Linked DNA regions of Mus musculus: all the other regions are linked to region 4. Evidence: chromatin contacts called from public Hi-C and promoter capture Hi-C data. All regions are on one chromosome and are shown on one strand. Each heading gives the region's core, a stretch centred on a gene start, on an enhancer-like site or on the middle of the called end of the contact. The rest is flanking DNA. Distances are from core to core; before and after follow the strand shown. Region 1 holds the start of Polr3g (polymerase (RNA) III (DNA directed) polypeptide G). Region 2 holds the start of Cetn3 (centrin 3). Region 3 holds the start of Tmem167 (transmembrane protein 167). Region 4 holds the start of Rasa1 (RAS p21 protein activator 1).

Evidence for each region. Promoter capture Hi-C pulls out the DNA fragments that hold promoters and counts their contacts. Hi-C and Micro-C count contacts between places; a contact is called where the count stands out from the background.
Region 1: a contact with region 4 is called in a Hi-C map of LSK cells, with 9 times the contacts expected there. The contact joins the promoter of Polr3g here to the promoter of Rasa1 in region 4. A contact is called at or near these places in 1 of 39 promoter capture datasets (pre-B cells) and 1 of 484 Hi-C or Micro-C datasets (LSK cells).
Region 2: a contact with region 4 is called in a promoter capture Hi-C map of pre-B cells, with 3 times the contacts expected there. The contact joins the promoter of Cetn3 here to the promoter of Rasa1 in region 4. A contact is called at or near these places in 1 of 39 promoter capture datasets (pre-B cells) and 1 of 115 datasets of contacts at active chromatin or transcription factors (astrocytes).
Region 3: a contact with region 4 is called in a Hi-C map of CD4 T cells, with 2.9 times the contacts expected there. The contact joins the promoter of Tmem167 here to the promoter of Rasa1 in region 4. A contact is called at or near these places in 1 of 39 promoter capture datasets (pre-B cells) and 1 of 484 Hi-C or Micro-C datasets (CD4 T cells).

What each region holds. Positions count from the first base shown.
Region 1 is chr13:81,708,090-81,712,325 of GRCm38.p6, forward strand. Polr3g (polymerase (RNA) III (DNA directed) polypeptide G) reads right to left here and starts at 2,924. Exons shown (of 8, transcript NM_001081176.1): 1 at 2,769-2,924. It overlaps Mblac2 (metallo-beta-lactamase domain containing 2), which reads left to right and starts at 3,328. Exons shown (of 2, transcript NM_028372.1): 1 at 3,328-3,893. The coding sequence starts at 3,440.
Region 2 is chr13:81,780,978-81,785,372 of GRCm38.p6, forward strand. Cetn3 (centrin 3) reads left to right here and starts at 2,270. Exons shown (of 5, transcript NM_007684.4): 1 at 2,270-2,380; 2 at 3,664-3,799. The coding sequence starts at 2,364.
Region 3 is chr13:90,086,693-90,091,133 of GRCm38.p6, forward strand. Tmem167 (transmembrane protein 167) reads left to right here and starts at 2,975. Exons shown (of 4, transcript NM_025335.3): 1 at 2,975-3,091. The coding sequence starts at 3,089. Xrcc4 (X-ray repair complementing defective repair in Chinese hamster cells 4) reads right to left here and starts at 2,916. Exons shown (of 8, transcript NM_028012.4): 1 at 2,805-2,916.
Region 4 is chr13:85,286,446-85,291,009 of GRCm38.p6, forward strand. Rasa1 (RAS p21 protein activator 1) reads right to left here and starts at 3,041. Exons shown (of 25, transcript NM_145452.3): 1 at 1,951-3,041. The coding sequence starts at 2,462.

The DNA.
Region 1 (4,236 bases), core at 1,674-4,173, 3.6 Mb before region 4:
TTCCAAGGCTTCATTATTTGGTCCTGGCTAAACGAAGAATCACAGTAGATTCAACCTCCTTGCTTTGTAGAAGAGGAAATGGTTATAAAGGTCATCTGATCTCATCTCAAACAATTCCTACCAAAGGTGAGCGTACACAGGCGGAGGAAGGCCTTTCAATGCCCTACCTATATTTTACTTCTGGGAACACATGTCTAAAGTCATTGACAACCTATTTTTTTGTTTGTTTGTTTTTCCGAGACAGGGTTTCTCTGTAGAGCTCTGGCTATCCTGGAACTCACTTTGTAGTCCAGGTTGGCCTTGAACTCAGAAATCCGCCTGCCTCTGCCTCCCACGTGCTGAGATTAAAGGCGTGCACCACTACTGCCCGGCAACAACCTATTTTTTTAATCCCAGATCAATGAGGGAAATTGGCAACTGCAAAAAGTTCTGAATTTCAAAATCTTAAAATGTGTGTGGGTATGTGCGGAGAAATGCAGGTGCCCAGGCAGGTCAGAAGAGGATGCCAGGCCATCAGGGCTTGTGAGCCACTCGCTGTGGTCGCTAGGAACTGAACTCGGGTCGTCTTTCCAGCCCCAAATCTGAAATCGAAAACACTAGATCGACAAAGCAGCACTGCCACCATCACCTCAGGATGCTGCCTGACTGCCAGCTCAGAGTCCTGCCTCAAAACTTCCGTTCAGAATCTGTTCCAAGAGATCTGAAAATGGGCGTTGTTCAAGTCTCTCCAAACCAACTGTACACATAATCTCCTGGAAGATGGTGCGCTCACCTCTGCAATTCTTCCTAGATCTAAAATGTTGTGAGTTATAATTGTGACTGAAATGTAACATCCTCTTGTACACACAACCTTGCTCATTTAAATGTTCAAGTAGCTGGAGGCCAGGGGAGACAGCGAAAGCCAAGTCACAGTATCTTTCTGAAGAATGACCTAAACTTGCTCTAATCACGAGCCTGACTCATTCCACTCTGGCTGTCTCCTTTGATCACCTAACAGAAGACTATTAGCAGTGTGTTCTCTATTATTCCCCTTTTTTCTGCGTTAGCTCAGGCCTTTAACATCGACCCTCTGAAACATCGTAGGCATTTTATGTCCAGATAATTGTTATGTCCCTAACAATTCATCTCATCAATTTAACAGAAGGCTAATCGTCTGATATGTCATTCTCTTCAATTAACAGAGCTTAGGACATTTAACTTCTGCTTCTCACCAAGTAACTATCCACTGAGGTCTTGATAAAGACCCAACTCTAAGCCTAACCTCTGGGCCAAACCATCCTCTCACTGTTGGAAATACAGAGGCAAACAAAATAACATCTCTGCTTTTAATGGAGTTTACGATCGAGTATGGGAAGTGGGCAAAATATACTTTAGAGAACCTGTCAGAACCTGATAGGTGGTGTGAAAATGAAGCAGGAACCAGGCCAGAAAAACTAGTTGAAGAAGTTCTGCCTCTCTCAGGACTGTCTGAGCTTAAATGTAATTACGATGAGAAGCAGAGTCATACTGAAAAGTAGAAAACAAAGTGTCATTGGGAACTGTAGGTCCAAAGGACTCTAGAGCCTGCCACAAGCCAGATAGTCATCTCTGAATTCTTTCTGAGCTTATGGCCAAGAAACAACACTGTGCCATCTTACCGAGTGGCCCCCTTCTGCAGCAAAAACAAAGTACAGAGGGCACTGTGTTTCTCTGCAGAAAATGCATTCGATAAGGCCAGTGCAATCATTCACTAGTCCATCTATAAGTAGAATCCAATTTTTGCATTTTTTTTGCATTATATAACAAGTATTTGTGTACAGGTGTTAGCTTCCTCAGATTCTCGAGAACTCACATCAGACTTTTTTTTGTTTTTAAACAGTTTTCTGCTTGTCACACACCATTTAGCTGAGGCACTCGTGCTAAGAATGGTCCCAACTGCATAACCGATGAGATTAGCAAAATACTCAAAAGGGCAGTGACCTGCTCCTACACCCACCAGAGAGTTTTGGAGTGTTGGAAGTACAGTTCTCCCTCTAGGAAACTTATTAGGAGATACCACAGTAAGAATCTTCCTAATTATCCTTTATAATGCTCTCCCGTGGGTCTCTTTATAATTTCTGAAGGTTAGTCAAATTCTCAAAGGGATTTCTTAATCCGAAATAGATGTATCAATAGCTAGTGGTTGGGTGCAAGCGCAGGGACTTGATACTGACAGTGGGGGTGATTTCTGGTGGCTTGCAAGGCCACACCCAGTCCCTATCCACTTTTCATGTCCCCTCAAAGTGCTCCGCCTTTCCTTAAGCTCTAACTTTCTCTGCTCTCTTCAAAGAGCAAAGAACCACCCAGAACTATGACGGCCATTTAGGTTTTTCTTTTTAAAGAAAAATTTTATCACCAACCCCTCTCCTCACTATCAAGGGTGCCAACAATTAAGAAAACAGAAGCGACGGTAAGTATGCCCTTATCAGCAAACTGCCGCCAAACTTTGAATGAAGAAAAAACACAGTCGTCAGATTTGCATAGTCTTCTCTTGTAAGAGGATAAACTCCCTTCTTTCTCACTGAGAACAAACCCACCGGAAAGCTGGGAGATCTGGCTACGAAAACTTTAAACGGTTTGGAAGACCGCAGCAGCAGCTTTGGGGAGGTAGGGATACTTCCCAAAGTCACTCCAGAGGGGCTTTCATGAATGTTGGCTCCGGATACCCGGCCACCACGTTCTCCACGTGCCCCATCAACTCCCTTCTACCCTCTTCACCTCCTGCCCAGAACGGGATAGCTTCCAGTTACCTGCTAGCCAAGTCTCGAGGCTTGAGCACACGGTGCAGCAGAGGAAGCAAGAAAGCCGGCAGCCCCTCCAGCAAGGAGCCGCAGATTCTACCTCCGGAGTAGCGCGCCCCACACCGCACGCGGCTACGGCGCAGCAGAGCGCACTGGAAGCCCCGCCCACTCCCGCGAGGCCACACCCCCGGAAGAGAGCTTTTTAGCCCTTGGCAGGCGCCGTAGTCAGCCTCCAACAGGCTCGGCCTCACTCTGGGCTCCGGCGGCGAGTGCACAGCCCCCCGCTGCCCGTGTGGGGGCGGTCCTGTGTGTCGCTTCCCACGCATCTCTCCCGGCCCCTGCAGTAGAACCCCGAGCAGGGCAGCATTGCCCGGTGTCTCCTCCCCGCTTCAGCAGCCTGCGTTACTGCCTTGGTGCTGCGGCTGCAGAAGCTGCGGCAACTGGGGTGCAGCCTGCGCTCTGCGGCTCGGACGGGAGGGCGCGGAACAGGTGATCTGGGCAGTGTCGCAGCGTCCTATCCACGCTCCCTTCCGCATCCCCGCCCCTCGATCGCACCTCCTCCGGAGCTGAGAGTAGCTCCTCCGGCTCTGCAGCAACAGCAGCAGCAGCAGCAGCAGCGAGTCCTGGACTGCCTGTGGGAGGCACACCCACCTAGCCCGGCCGCACCCCTGCGCAGCAGCATGTCGGCGCTCGAGTGGTATGCCCACAAGTCTCTGGGCGATGGCATCTTCTGGATTCAAGAACGGTTCTACGAGTCAGGCAACCGGGCCAACATTTGGCTGGTGCGCGGCTCGGAGCAGGACGTGGTGATAGACACTGGCCTGGGGCTGCGCAGCCTTCCGGAGTACCTCTACTCCTCTGGCCTCTTGCAGGATTGCGGGTCTAAAGAGGATGCAGGACGCCGGCCACTGCTGGCCGTGGCCACCCACGTGCACTTCGATCACTCCGGCGGTCTCTATCAGTTCGACCAGGTGGCTGTGCACCGCGCCGAGGCCGAGGCCCTGGCTCGCGGGGACAACTTTGAGACCGTGACCTGGCTTTCTGACAGCGAGGTGGTGCGGGCGCCCAGCCCTGGCTGGAGGGCCAGGCAGTTCCGAGTGCAGGCAGTGCAACCCACCCTCATTCTGCAGGATGGTAATGGGCCCCGCGGGCGTGCGCTGTCACTGAGGGAGGGGCTTGGAGAGCGTGTACAGCATGTTACAGACCTCCTTGGCACTGTTGGGGTACAGTGCGGGAATACTCTGTTTCACCCTTTGCTGCGTGGAAGTCAGCTTAAGCAGAGACTAGGCCCTGGCAGGCTTCTCTGTCCGGAGATGCGCGCTGCTGCTGTGTGGCTGTCTCTTTGAAAGCTCACACCATCCCCAGTCAGTCAGCTACAGTAGTAACACTGCAGAGACTTGTGACTGGAGATTTTCCATTCTTTTCCCAAGTACCGGTTGAACATTTTCAGCTTTTGTAACGAGTAGGCTTTTAAGCA
Region 2 (4,395 bases), core at 1,020-3,519, 3.5 Mb before region 4:
TTAAAAGAAAAACAGCAGGATAGGCAAGTTGTCTTAATAGCTTCTCAGAGAAGGTGGGAGAAGCAGCTAAAGACCAATGGATTTGAGTGTCTGCAAGAGTTTTTAGCATGCTGAAGATTTTTGCTAGTTACTTTTGCTACAAAATAAAAATTATAATTATCATGCGTTGAATTTAAAGCACGGAAATTAGCTCAAGAATCTTAAAAAAAAACTTGCACAAAAATCCAAGTGGATCAAATATGTTTTAGTTGTAGAAACAGAATTTTATTTGATTACTTTTGTCTATATTGACCAAATCCAGTTCTCCAACTTTTGGTCACTTTTAGTTACTTTTATTTTCTTTGAAATAATTTAAATTTAACTATGTATTAGAAGCATCAAATTTATAATAATTATTGTGTGTGTGCATGTGGGCCACAGCCATGGCACGCGTGTGGTGTCAGAAGACCATTGTTTGAGGTTGGTTCTCTCTTTTCACAATGGGTTTCCAGTGGGGTTGCAAGGCAGGAGAATACAACTTCCCTCATCAGGCTTGTATGAGAAATACTTTTAAGCAAAACTTTCTTTTAAAGTATTAAGTAATAATTTCTTCTTTATTTCACTTCCTAGAAGAATGTGAAATTTATGTGTTTCAAGAAAATTCTTCATATTAAATGAGAATATTTTACCAGCTTTTTAATTCTATCAAAGTTCCATTAAAAAAAATCTCATTATATTATTTCTCAGTAATTTATTCCTTCTAGTTTAGTTTATTTTGTCCTTTGTTTCAAACATCTCCATGTAAATGGTTTATTTTCACCTTTATTTAATACTTTTCTTCTTAGGCTTGGTTTTACAATCTTAAAATTTTAGTAGTTTTTTTTTTCACTAGTGTTCTTTAGTATACATATGACGTAATCTAATTTCCTTTTTTTGTTTGTTTGTTTGTTTTTTCGAGACAAGGTTTCTCTGTGTAGCCCTGGCTGCCCTGGAACTCACTCTGTAGACCAGGCTGGCCTCGAACTCAGAAATTCACCTGCCTCTGCCTCCCAAGTGCTGAGATTAAAGGCGTGAGCCACCACTGCTTGGCCTAATTTCCTTTTAAACTTGTTAGTAAAAGTACTTAATTTTTATATTTTAGGCAGGGTCTACTACTAGTCCTGGCTGGCCTGCAATTCACAATGTAAAGAATTCAAAGATCTGCTTACATGTCTCTTGGGTGCTGGGATTAAACATGTGTAGCACCATGCCCAGTTGAGTTCTTCAACATTTTTCTACTTTGGTTTTGGGAGTGCTATCATTTAGCTATTACTTTTTAGCTTTATCCCAATCCTTTACTTGTCCAAATTCCTATCTACACTCTAGCTTAACTCATGCATAGCCAATTACACAGCGTCCTTCGTTCACATATAAGCTTACATACAGTATTTGCCGTTTCTAATTCCTAGCCCCAGTTTATTGTATTTATACCGATAAGCACTGCAGGTTAGCTCAGTAGTTTCCAAGTTTTCCACAATAATACCTCATTTTATGCATCAAATATTTATGGAGCACCTAAGTTCCAGATATTTTGTTTGGTACAAATACTCGTGTAAACAGAACCCTGGCCTTGAAGACAGTCAGTCTCGCTCGCAGTCTGATGATCTAAGTAAACTTTAAGAGGCTTGGTGGGCAGTGAAGATAAGACGCACATAAACACTTTATAGCACTAGAAAATGAGAAGCAGAAGCAAGCACACATTTCCAATCGCACAGAAGAAAAGGGTGGTTTGGCTAGTCTCATTGTAAATGACCTAACAAAACAGCAAAACGAGAAGCCTAATCCATAATCCAGCCTGCCTTAAAATCACTTGGGAGATGTACGGGGGAGAACGCTTAGCTTGGTCCTCACTGAACTAAGAATAAAGAATGTCGCCTTTAGATTTAAGTTTCTCAGGTGCACCGGCCACCTAAAATTGTACATCTTTTCGCAGACCTGGTTCCCCAATAAACTGCTCCCTCGTTCTGAGCAGGCTGCTTGGGCTGGCCTTTTCCCTTCCCTCGGTCGACGCCGTGCATGTCACGCGTGGGGCCTCGCCTTGCCTGCCTGAGTCTCGCGTGGTGACTCTAATACGCGCGCAAGGGAGTCGGGAAAGAACCTGGCCAATCCAGGGAGCCAGACTGACAACCAGGGCCAAAAAATGTGTACTTGATTGACATGAATGCTGACCAATGAAAAAAGAAGAGCAGCGACGCTTCCGCCCCAATAGGCCGGCTGTTGGCAATTTCAGCCAATCGCGCCCAGAAACTTGTCTGGTGGGTGGTCCCCGAGGCGTGGAGGTTGGTGGCTGTTGAGCGGTTCCCGTGGTAAAGTCCCCGAGTGGAACATCTCTGTCGGAAGAGAGAATGAGTTTAGCTCTGAGGTCGGTAACGAGGAGGCCGTGCCTCCGTCCCCCCAGAGGGCCAGGGCGGGTGTGGACGGGAGACCGGGTCGGGGGCGGGTGCCCAGCGCCGAGCACCAGACCTCGGCGGTTCCCGCCTCCGGGCACCGCCGCAGCCCGAGTGAAGTCTCGCGAGGTTTCCCTCACGCGACTGCGGGACTCAGCCCTGGTTGCCTGATTCCCCCTGGAAAGTCGCAGGAGCGCTCGCCTTTCTCCCCGGGCCCCGAGGCACGCTGTGCTCTAGGCGTCTCGGGTGGAGCTCGTTTCCGTGACACCGTCCTTTCACTTCCGTCCATCCCTCCCCTCATTGGCTCCTCACCTTGCCCATCTACAGTTAAAGGTGCCCCGGGCGGGCCGCGCCGCGCCGCCCCTTTGGCTCCGCAGGGTGACGAAGGAGGCGGGAGCTGGCGTGGGGGTGTGGCGAGTGGGGGCAGCCGGGGTCACGTGGGCCACTGGGCCGGCGTCCCTGAGCCCGACGGCGTCCAGACGTAAATAGCGCGAGCAGTTAGTTAGCCGAGTTTCAAGGGTTTGAGGTTTAAAGCTTCCATCTTTTAGAACGTGCGGATACACGTGCTGTATCCTCGTTTACACATTTGGACCGCTTTTTGCATTGGCAGCTTTTGAAGGCAGACATTTTCAGATCCAAGTGCCCTTTTTAGATTTTTCTTTAAGCTTCTCCAGAGTTTTAAGACGTTTAACCTATCGTTTACATGTTAAGTGAGAGTTAAAACACTTTTAAACATCACGTAGACTTAAGCACGACTATTAGATGCTGTGATTTTTTTTTTTTTTTTTTTTTGGTGTCTAGTATTTGAATGTTTAGACCCTTTTATATTTTGCCTGGCTAATATCAGTGGAATAAAACCACAAAGCAGTGTTACAAATGTATAATCTAAAAACATTTTGAGCTTACAGTGCAAAAGTAATCTTTTAAGTTTTATGGTTGTTTTTTTGTAGTAATTGTGAGAATTTATAAGCTGTCCAAAATCAAGTCTATTCTGGTTGATTGTTTTGTTCTTTATTTTTGGTAGATGACATTGTTTTGTTCTTTATTTTTGGTAGATGACATGAATAATATGTATGGTGTTTTCGGTGCTTTTGACTTTGTTTAGGATTTCTCTTATAAAAGTACATTTGACTACAGGACATTGATTTAGGGGCAGTTCCTTTATTTGCCAGGCTACTCTGCTTTGTTAAAATTTAGAAAATGAATCTTTGTCCTAAGATGGGTTAAAGTGGCCTAAAGACATTTTTCTGTGTCCTAGAGGTGAGCTTGTAGTAGACAAAACAAAAAGGAAAAAACGAAGAGAGCTCTCTGAAGAACAGAAGCAAGAAATTAAAGATGCTTTTGAGCTGTTTGATACCGACAAAGACCAAGCCATAGATTATCATGAATTAAAGGTAACAGGGGACTTTTAAGACCCATTTTTGTTTAACTCAATTGCATTTGTGACTGTTGCTTTAAAGTCTATTTTAGAAGCTTGTCTCGGAACTGTGAGGCTGTTTGTAGTGCCCACCCACAGGTGGTACAAGAAAACAGTACAAACAGAATATGGCTTGTAGAACCTTGTATTTAAGTGCGTAATGATGGAAAGTGTAACTTCTCCATTCACCCAGTTAAAGGGAGAGTCCTTAGCATGCTCTTCCCACTGCTGTTTTCCTCTGTGGGATGGTATATAGCTCAGCTTTTTAAAACACGATGTTTGTGGCCTATGCTTGTTGCTTGTGCAGACCTGTACATTCCATGTGTATCATGTGCAGTGTAGAGTACGGCCTTGTGTGCCTTCCAACACTGTTGCCTTGAGACAGACTGTCTCATTGAATTGGAAGTTCAGTACTTCTGAACTAGGTTGGCTAGAGAGTGAACTCTGGGGTCACTCCAATCAACACACCTCTGTCACTGGCACCTGCAGCCAGGCCTGTCTTTTTACATGAGTGCTGGGGATTTGAACTCTGGTCCTCAAGATTGCAGGGCGAGGAGCACTCTTACTCACTGA
Region 3 (4,441 bases), core at 1,725-4,224, 4.8 Mb after region 4:
GGCTGAGAAGTACCTGAAAAAATGTTCAACATCCTTAATTATCAGGGAAATGCAAATCAAAACAACCCTGAGATTCCACCTCACACCAGTCAGAATGGCTAAGATCAAAAATTCAGGTGACAGCAGATGCTGGTGAGGTTGTGGAGAAAGAGGAACAATTCTCCATTGCTGGTGGGATTGCAAGCTTGTATAACCACTCTGGAAATCAGTCTGGCAGTTCCTCAGAAAATTGGACATTGTACTACCGGAGGATCCCGCAATACCTCTCCTGGGCATGTTCCAACTGGAGCTGAGAGGAAAGGATGGACCATCCAGACACTGCCCCACCCAGCCGTCCATCCCATTATCAGCCACCAAATGCAGACACTATTGTACAGGGGAAACACCAGGGCCAAGAAGTGGGAGTTGGTGGATAGGAAAGCGGGGTGAGGGGTGAGGGTATATGGGACTTTCAGGATAGCATTTGAAATGTAAATGAAGTAAATACCTAATAAAAAATTGGAGGAAAAAAAAGAAACCTCAAATAATATCAGTATCAGAAATCAAAAACAAATGGGAAATGTAGAGAAAGTGGCCTGGCTGCATAAGAAACTAAATGAATTTTAAACTTTTTATTGTATAAATAGCATCTAACAATCAAACAATTTTCCATCATTAGCCCTCCACTCAAGGATGAAAATTCAATGTTCACTATAATGCTTACAATGTATCAAACAGGTTTTAATTATTTATATGTATTATGGCCTAATTTATATGTAACTATGGCCTAAGCTCAATGCACTCTTACAAAAACTATAAATTTCTCATTTTATATACAACTCTGGATTTTATGAAATGAAAATTGAAAATATTCTTCCACATTCAGAGAAGACAATAATGTCTGCATAATTGAATAACACAGTCAAGATCTTTTCTTAACAGTAAATTAACCCATGATGATTAGAAATGAAAATCACAGCAGAGCTACTAGAAGTGGAAATAAAGAAAAGGAATTTAACATGGTGATTACCATTCACTTGCAACAAAAAACACAATCAAGGATTTTGTGTGCCGAATCGCCATGCAGCTTCCCCACAGGTCACACTGGTATATTAATTTTGCTATTTTACATGGATATAATAAATTTTTTATATATGTATATGTATACACACACACACACACGTTCAACTCTACCTCCTGACACTATGTACTTCTATGGATAACTTAAGAATTGAAAAGTGTTGCCAGCAGTGGTGGTGCACGCCTTTAATCCCAGCACTTGGGAGGTACAGGCAGATGGATTTCTGAGTTCGAGGTCAGCCTGGTCTACAGAATGAGTTCTAGGACAGTCAGGGCTATACAGAGAAACCCTGTCTCGAAAAACAAAACAAAACAAAAACAAAGAACTGAAAAGTGTTAATTGCCTCTATTCTAAAGTTGAGATATATAAGAAACTATGGCCTAAATTGCCCATAAATACAACAAACCAATTACCATCTTAAACAACCTTAGCCTCTTTACTAGAGCCTGGACCAGAACCTCATACAGAAACATCAACCTGAAGTGTCAAACAGTAGGACCTAGCAATCTTTATATGAATAGAGTCAGTTATAACATCTACCAACACTTTCACTACTGTAAAACCCAAACTTACTGAGCTCAGAACATATTTTCTACGTCTACATTTGAAACATTCATGGTTAGTCAACTTAAATAGTAAGTATAACACAAAGCAATTTTGAGACTATTCAATGACAATCACTTCTCCTATTGGCCTAATCCCCAGTCCCCCATTCAAATACTCAAAGAAATCCCTTGTCCTGCAGTCTCCTGATACCACTAAGATGCAGATTCTGAACTTGAGTATTTGATCAACAGGTTTAGCAGTTGGGTATAACTGATTTTAAAAATGTAGTAATAATTTCAAATAAAATCTTGGATGACAATGCAGTAATAAACACAATCACATATAGCATAGCACTAGGTAAAAGTACTGTGTTGCCATAAGTACTAGATTCTCATGATTCAGCTAAATAATGGTTAGAAATTAACATATCACATCAGTTTCCTTCACTAAAGCTTTCTATACTTCTTCTAGGTCATTAAGTTAAAGAATGGGTAACATTCTGAATAAATACTAGAGCCATACTGACTAAAGGAAAAAAACAATTATTTAAACACACAGGATTTCCATAATTTTGATACACTTGGAAGAGTGGGGAAAGTGCCCGACTTCAGAATCATTCCAAGAATGTATATAAAATTGAACACATCAGATTACATCTTCCCCGTATCTACAAAACTCATAAAGAGAACTAGAGGTGAAATCGTTTCTCACCCACTGGTTTTATACTAGCCAAATAATCCCCTCGGGAATGGGCCGTTCCTTTCCAGTAGCTACCACAGAGTTCTTTCCCTCTCCCCACGGCCTAGAACGTCTAAGCCCCGGATGTAGAGTGTGCAAACAAGGAGGGGGCCAGCCAAGGCCAGCATTGGCTGGCGGGAGGGGCTGGTGGGTCATCACACTGGACGCAGCCTTTTAAATCCAAGTCTCCACCACAGAGCAGCTCAGCACAGTTCCAAGGAGTCCCTCACGACTGAAAATTCCACGTGACACAGAAAGAGACACTTAGGAAGGAGCCCAACAGGTGCTCACATTGGGAAAACCTTACATCTACAAAAGGCTCAGGGGGTCACAGACAGGGTAAAAAGCACGCACTGCGCAGCTTTAAAGCTAAAATCAGGGACTACAGGAGGTTGACATAGAAAGGGGGGAAAAAATGCATTGCTTCTGGAAAGACACCACAGCCACTTCCGGGCCCTACCTCTCAGTACTCCACTTCCGGTCTTCTAAAAATTGTGGACGCCAGAGATAAACCGATGCGCCCAATGAGAGAATCCGCTAATACCGTGGTTTGCGAGTCGTCGGCCAAGTCCCACCTCTTCCGGTAACAGAAGCCTATCACGGAGTCTGAATGGTGCGGCATGGGCGGAGGCGCCGCGATAGGTCCAACCGGACCGCTGGAGCGAGCGGGAAGCACAGCGGGCCTGCATCCTCTTCCGCCCCGGCCCGGAAGGGTGATGTGGCTGGACCAGCACCGGCCTCACTATGGTAAGAACCTGGGCTTCCTGGCCGCGGTTGAGTTTCTCGGCGGGGCCGCGGCTCGTGCGGGGCGGCGGGGATGGTGCGGGCGCTGTGGGGCGCGGGAGCCCTGGCGCTAGCGTGATTCTCCGGGGATCCGAGGGTGCACAGGCTGGGAGTCATGCGGCCGCGATGCACATCCCGGAGCATCAGGCCAACAGTCCTAGGAAGAACCCGGGTGGTGGACTCGGCCCCTCGCCAAGAGGCCGACTTGCTGCGTTGTTTAGTGTGGAATTACGGTGGCATTCCACTAAGCCGATTGCCATCTGCTACAAATATCTGGACGGATATACACTTTCAAACGCTGGAGTCTCAGTCTCCCCCTTTCCCCTTTCTTTTATGTGTTCCCTGTGTCACCCAACCTGCATCTTTCTGCAGTAATTAATGGATTGCCGGTTTTCTTAACACTAGATACTACTGCTTCCGTTTTACCTGTGGAATCAATGGCGAGATAGGGCCCCTCCCTCATCGTTTTTTCAATTCTAAAGACACTTCTTTGCAAACGAATGTTTTTAATGATTTTAGTTACTGTCTCGAAGGAACTTGAGCCTTACTCGCAGACCACCACTCACTTTGGGAGTTCCTATGCGTGTTATTATTGATTGTTTAATAGTTTAAACCTCAGAAAACCTTACACTATAAATCACAAATAGCAACAACAACAAAGGTCAGGACAAGGAACAGAAAGCCCCTGAGTAAAGTAAACATTAGTAATTAACTTTTAAAGATCTATGAATGCATCTTTTCAGTAGTCTGGTAAATGCAGGAATCTCCCTTCACTATCACTTCAGTGGGTTTAGAAGCCATTTATAACTATATTTCTAGAGAAAGCTTGTTGTGTTATCATCTCAAAATCAGCCAGGACTCTCCCACCCCCACTAGACCTCAAATTCTACGATTAGAAGATACTGAATTTGAGTCCATTAAAGCCTTTTTTTTTTTTTTTACTTCGTACTGCAGATAGTATATTCTTGGTCAAAAGGATGTTAATAAACAGTTACAGAACTTGAAAAGTTGCTTTCTTGCCTATTTACCGAGAAACAAGTAGAATGACTTTGCTCTTAGTCAAAGGTACATTTTACATCCTCTCCTACTTAGATAAAATCAAGATAATTTAAGATGTACAGTATTTTAACTTTTTCCAAAAACAAGCTTTTGTTTACTAGTACTTGATGTGTAGAAGATGTAGTTTCTAAGCATTGTCTTGCTTTAAATTCCTGACTTCTGAGATATTTCCAGGTAAAGGAAGAGAAAAGTAGGGAGCCTGAGTTGTCTAGGATCGGGTACCTAGTAAGTAAAGCCAGGCCTCAGATTTATCTA
Region 4 (4,564 bases), core at 1,791-4,290:
TTTACTCTCAATGTTAAATTCCTCTTTAAAAGCCTGTTAGAAACTAGAAAGTGAATCTGATGTCTCAAGCCTATTCTATCCCAGTACTTGAGATGCTGAGCAGCTCACCACAAATTCATGGGTAGCTTGGGCTGCTCAGAGAACTGTAGGTCATCTCATACTAGAACGAGAGCCTGTCTTAAAAAACAAAAAAATGACTTTATTAGAAATAATTTAACAGCAATATCCTGGGACTAGAAAGATGGCTCAGCAGTTAAGAGTGCTTGCTGTTCCTATAGAAAAGCAGTGTTTGGTTCCCATCACCCACAGAACTGCTCACAACCACCAGTTACTCCAGGTCTAGGGAACCCGATGCCCTCTTCTGGCCTCTGTCACTAGACGCTGGCACAGCACAAATACATACATGCAGGCAAACACTCATACCCATAAAATAAAATTATTAAAACTTCAAATGGCTTTTTAAAAAACAGACTCTAAATATGCCTAACTCAATTACAAAAATGGCACAATACTTTATTCTTTCAGCATTAAATACTGTATTTTATTATAATAAAAACATAATTGTTTTCAAAAGTATGTACAGTGTGCTGCAATTTTTTAAGCCTTTCAGAACATTTCTGACAGACTGAAATACACAGATACAAATTAGAGAAAAATATTGAATGAAAAGTTATTCTTTGTATCAAATAACATTAAAAGAAACAGGACATCCTTTCACCATACCTGGTTGTATCAAAATAAACCTAAGTTGAAATTTACAAATGCATCAAAAACAAAGCCTTGTGACCAATGCATTTTCAAATTACATTATGATACAATACAATACCCATACTAATCAAAAGTGTACTCGCATTACAAAATGCCTCCCTGGTTATTTTAAAGTCATTTCTTAAGCCTCTTAAAGAAGCTAACCCTCCCAAAGAAAACTTCTAAAGTGTTTAGAAAGTGTCAATATATGAAACGAATCTTTTTTCCCTAATATTCACCAATGCTATTGAAATTCTAAGGGTCAATTATGATTGATATGAAAGATCTATAAAACATTTCTGACCTATTATTACTACTTTCCATCTCAACACTTTCCCTTCATCAAGATCAACCTACAGTTATAAATACATACCCATTTCACTTATGAAAAGAACACTTTTAAGGAGAGAACTCTAACTTTAGAGGGAGAGCCATTTGCCCTGATCATGTCACAATCAACTACCAAATTAATTTCCACTAACAAAATGCTAAAAGGAAAAATATTTAATATATTTAGTGTCATGGATATAATAAATATATAAAACATATTTGCATATTGCATATATTTATATGTAAATAAATAAATCTAATAATTCTAAGGAACAAGTTAGTGTTCAGTCTGGGGGCTCTTAATCACGTCTGTAATTCACAGAACTTTTTTTTTTCTCTCCACTTCTCTAAAGAGATCTAGTGTTTTTATGAATCGCAACGCTTCCAGCAGACATTAAGTAGGAGTTTGCAGCTGCAGTAAAAACAAAACATTCTGACCTATGAATTTGCAACTTACATTAATATAGTCATTTAAATACTTGTACTCAACGCCTCTGACTTCAGCAGGGAGCACTGGAGTTACAATAGACAGCGGTTGCCTTTATAGTGCCAAGTTCTGCTGAATCCCGGACACTATCTCAATTAGGAAGGGGCAGAACCATATCCGGTTCCCACTGAATACAGTTTCCCATGCTTCCCATCTTAAAAACTTTTACGTCTTCCCAAAAGAGCAATAAACATACGAAGACGCCAGGAAGAGTGCCTGTAGGGGAAAATGACTGATCAAATTAAATCCCTATATATGGAACCTGAAACTTCAAAACTTGTCAAACAAATCACAGCGGCAGGAGCACGGTATGTGTCGTTGCCCCTTCTTTCCCACTTCTTACACGGAGCCAGCTTCCACAATCCCTCAACAGCAGTTTGACTTACTGGTTAGTGGGAGGTGCGGTCAGCGGTATGGCCACCTCTTCCTCTTCGTATTCTGGTCCATCCAGGGAGTCACCTTCATCCACGGTCCCCAAACCGGAGCCCAAAGGGGGCAGCTGAGGAGGCGGCGGCAGAGGAGGGAATCCGCCGCCCGGCCCGAGCGTCTCAGCAGGCAAAGACAGAGTCCCCTTGGTGAAAGCGACGTCTCCCGCAGGTCCGGCGGCCGCAGCACCAGCCACGCCAGCAGCAGCACTGCCGGTCAGCGCGGCGCCCCCCAAGACACCGGCCACCGGCCCGGTCCCCAGGAACCCGGACCCCGACGCGGCTCCGCCACCGAGGGCCGCAACCAAGTCGGCGTCCGCCAGCCCGGGACACGGGGCGGCTGCCACCGGCAGGGCCGCGGGTAACTTGACCCGGCACGCTGCCGAGTAGGCGCTGGAGCCCGTGGCCGCGCCGCCGCCGGGGCCCGCCGTCGCAGGGCCGCCTTCCTCACTGCCCGCCTCGGCCGCCATCATGTTGAAGCCCGCTCTCCTCTAGCTACCCTGCCGCCCGGGAGCCCCGGGGGCCAGCAGGCCCGGGCTGCGAGCCGCCCCACCCAGGCGCGTCCCCCTTCAGCTCTCCAGGCAGAGGAAACAACAACAAAAGGAGAGCGCCCGCCGCCGCGCCCCCTCCCCGGGCCACAGCCCCAAGCTCCGCGGCTGCTGGCTGGCTTACGGGAAGCGACGCGGGCAAAAAACCCAGCGCCTGCAGAAACGCTAGGCAAACCTCGCCGCGCACACCCACACTCACGCGCACACATGCACAGGGGCGCCAAACTTCCTGGCTACGCTAAAGAGGAAGGGAAGCCCGCTGCAGCGGCTGAGGCAGCGCCGCCTCGGCCGCCGCCGCCGCCGCGCCTCAACGCCCGGGTTCCGGCCGCCCCCACCGCAGCCACCAGTGGGGCTGCCTATGCCAGAGCCACCGTAGCCTCATCTCCGCCGGCTGGAGTCGGGAGCAGTGGGCGGGGCCGAGGAAGGGGGCGGGCCCGCAGAGCCCGACTCCGCTGCGGGCTACCTGCGGCTCTCCGGAGCGAAACCCGGGAGAGAAAGAAGGGCGGGGCCGGGAAGAAGGGAGGGGCGGAGCGGGGGCTTCTGCGCAGGCGCCTTCCGGGAGCGCGTCCGGACAGAGGAGAAGGAAAAGCAGCCTGGGCAGGAAGCGGCGGGCGCGCGCGGAGGCGTGGCACAGCTTCCCACTGAAGGGTGCGGGACGTGTGGTGCGGCCGTCCCTCCACGCCACCGGGCTCGGTGCAGGCCTACCTCTCACGGCTTTGTTTACAGGGAGAGAAGGAAGATAGCTCATCTCCAGGCCCGAGGGACTGGAGGGACGAGGGGGCGATGAGAAGGAAAGGATGACGCCAGGAAGTCCATTCACTGCTTTGTAACTTGTAGAAAAATGGCCTTAGCTGCCCGTACAGTCGGCAACAAAAATCAAAACAGTATTCATAGTTTATTCCTTTCCGTCGCATGCTATAAATCACCGTATAACTTAGGTGAAATAATTTAAGCCTAGATCCTTGGACCTGAGAAAACAACGGTTGAAAGAAGCCATGGAGAGTATGAAGGTAGAAGTCAATGCTACCATTATATACATAAGTTCTCTTCACCGAATGTCTCCCTCACATGTTTGGCTGTCAGAGAAGGAATGTAGTATTTAGAGGAAAAGTGCCACCGAAGTCATAAACCAATATATTTTGTCCTAGTTTGTATGCAAAAATCTGCAACACATACCAAAGACACACTACATGTCTAAACTTTGACAGATCAATGTCACCCTTTATGAACCCTAGGAAAAAGTTTTATTTCCCGTACTTGTGTGTATATATAAATTCATAAACACATACTCAACTGTTAGAATTATCTTTTCATGTTCCCTGGGGATAGGTTCCAGGGGCCTGTTGAGTTACAAAATTATTATCTTAAATAATTTGGGCACATTTTCCCATTTACACAGTAAATCATCTCTAGCTTATCCACAACTCTTAATATAATCTAAATATCATTTATTTTGTTATTATTAGAATAATGACAAAAATTTATGCAGGTGGAATTTTTTCCAGATATTTTTGTATGTGGCACCCTTGAATCTATAGTTTGCTAATATGAAAGCAGATAGTATATAAGCAGCCATTCATATAGAGAGATCATGCTGGTTGCTTGAAATTTATCCGTGTTAGAAATTTGCCCTTTAGGGTTCATGTACTGTACTAGCTTTTCTGTTCTCCCTGGAAAGTGTCACATTGAATGCAACTGATTATTGATAATACTTTCTCTATTAAGTTTGACCAAGCTAACTTGCTGAGAATAGCAAGAGGCTGAGATAGAATACCAGGGAAAGAGGGAAGGAGTACCATTAAGGGAAATGACAAAGTACAGACAGGACATTTCCATATTCCTGTATACCCAATCTATAACAATCAAACTGATTTCAACAGTAGTAGTGCTTGCCTCTTGTGCAAAGTGTCAGCTGAGAAAGTGAAAGTAAATTGTATAAGGGAGCTAGAAGTCAGCGTTAAACTGACCAATTAGGTGTAAAAGAAATTTTTATCTGAGAATTTCTGAATCAGAAAATGCACCATTTG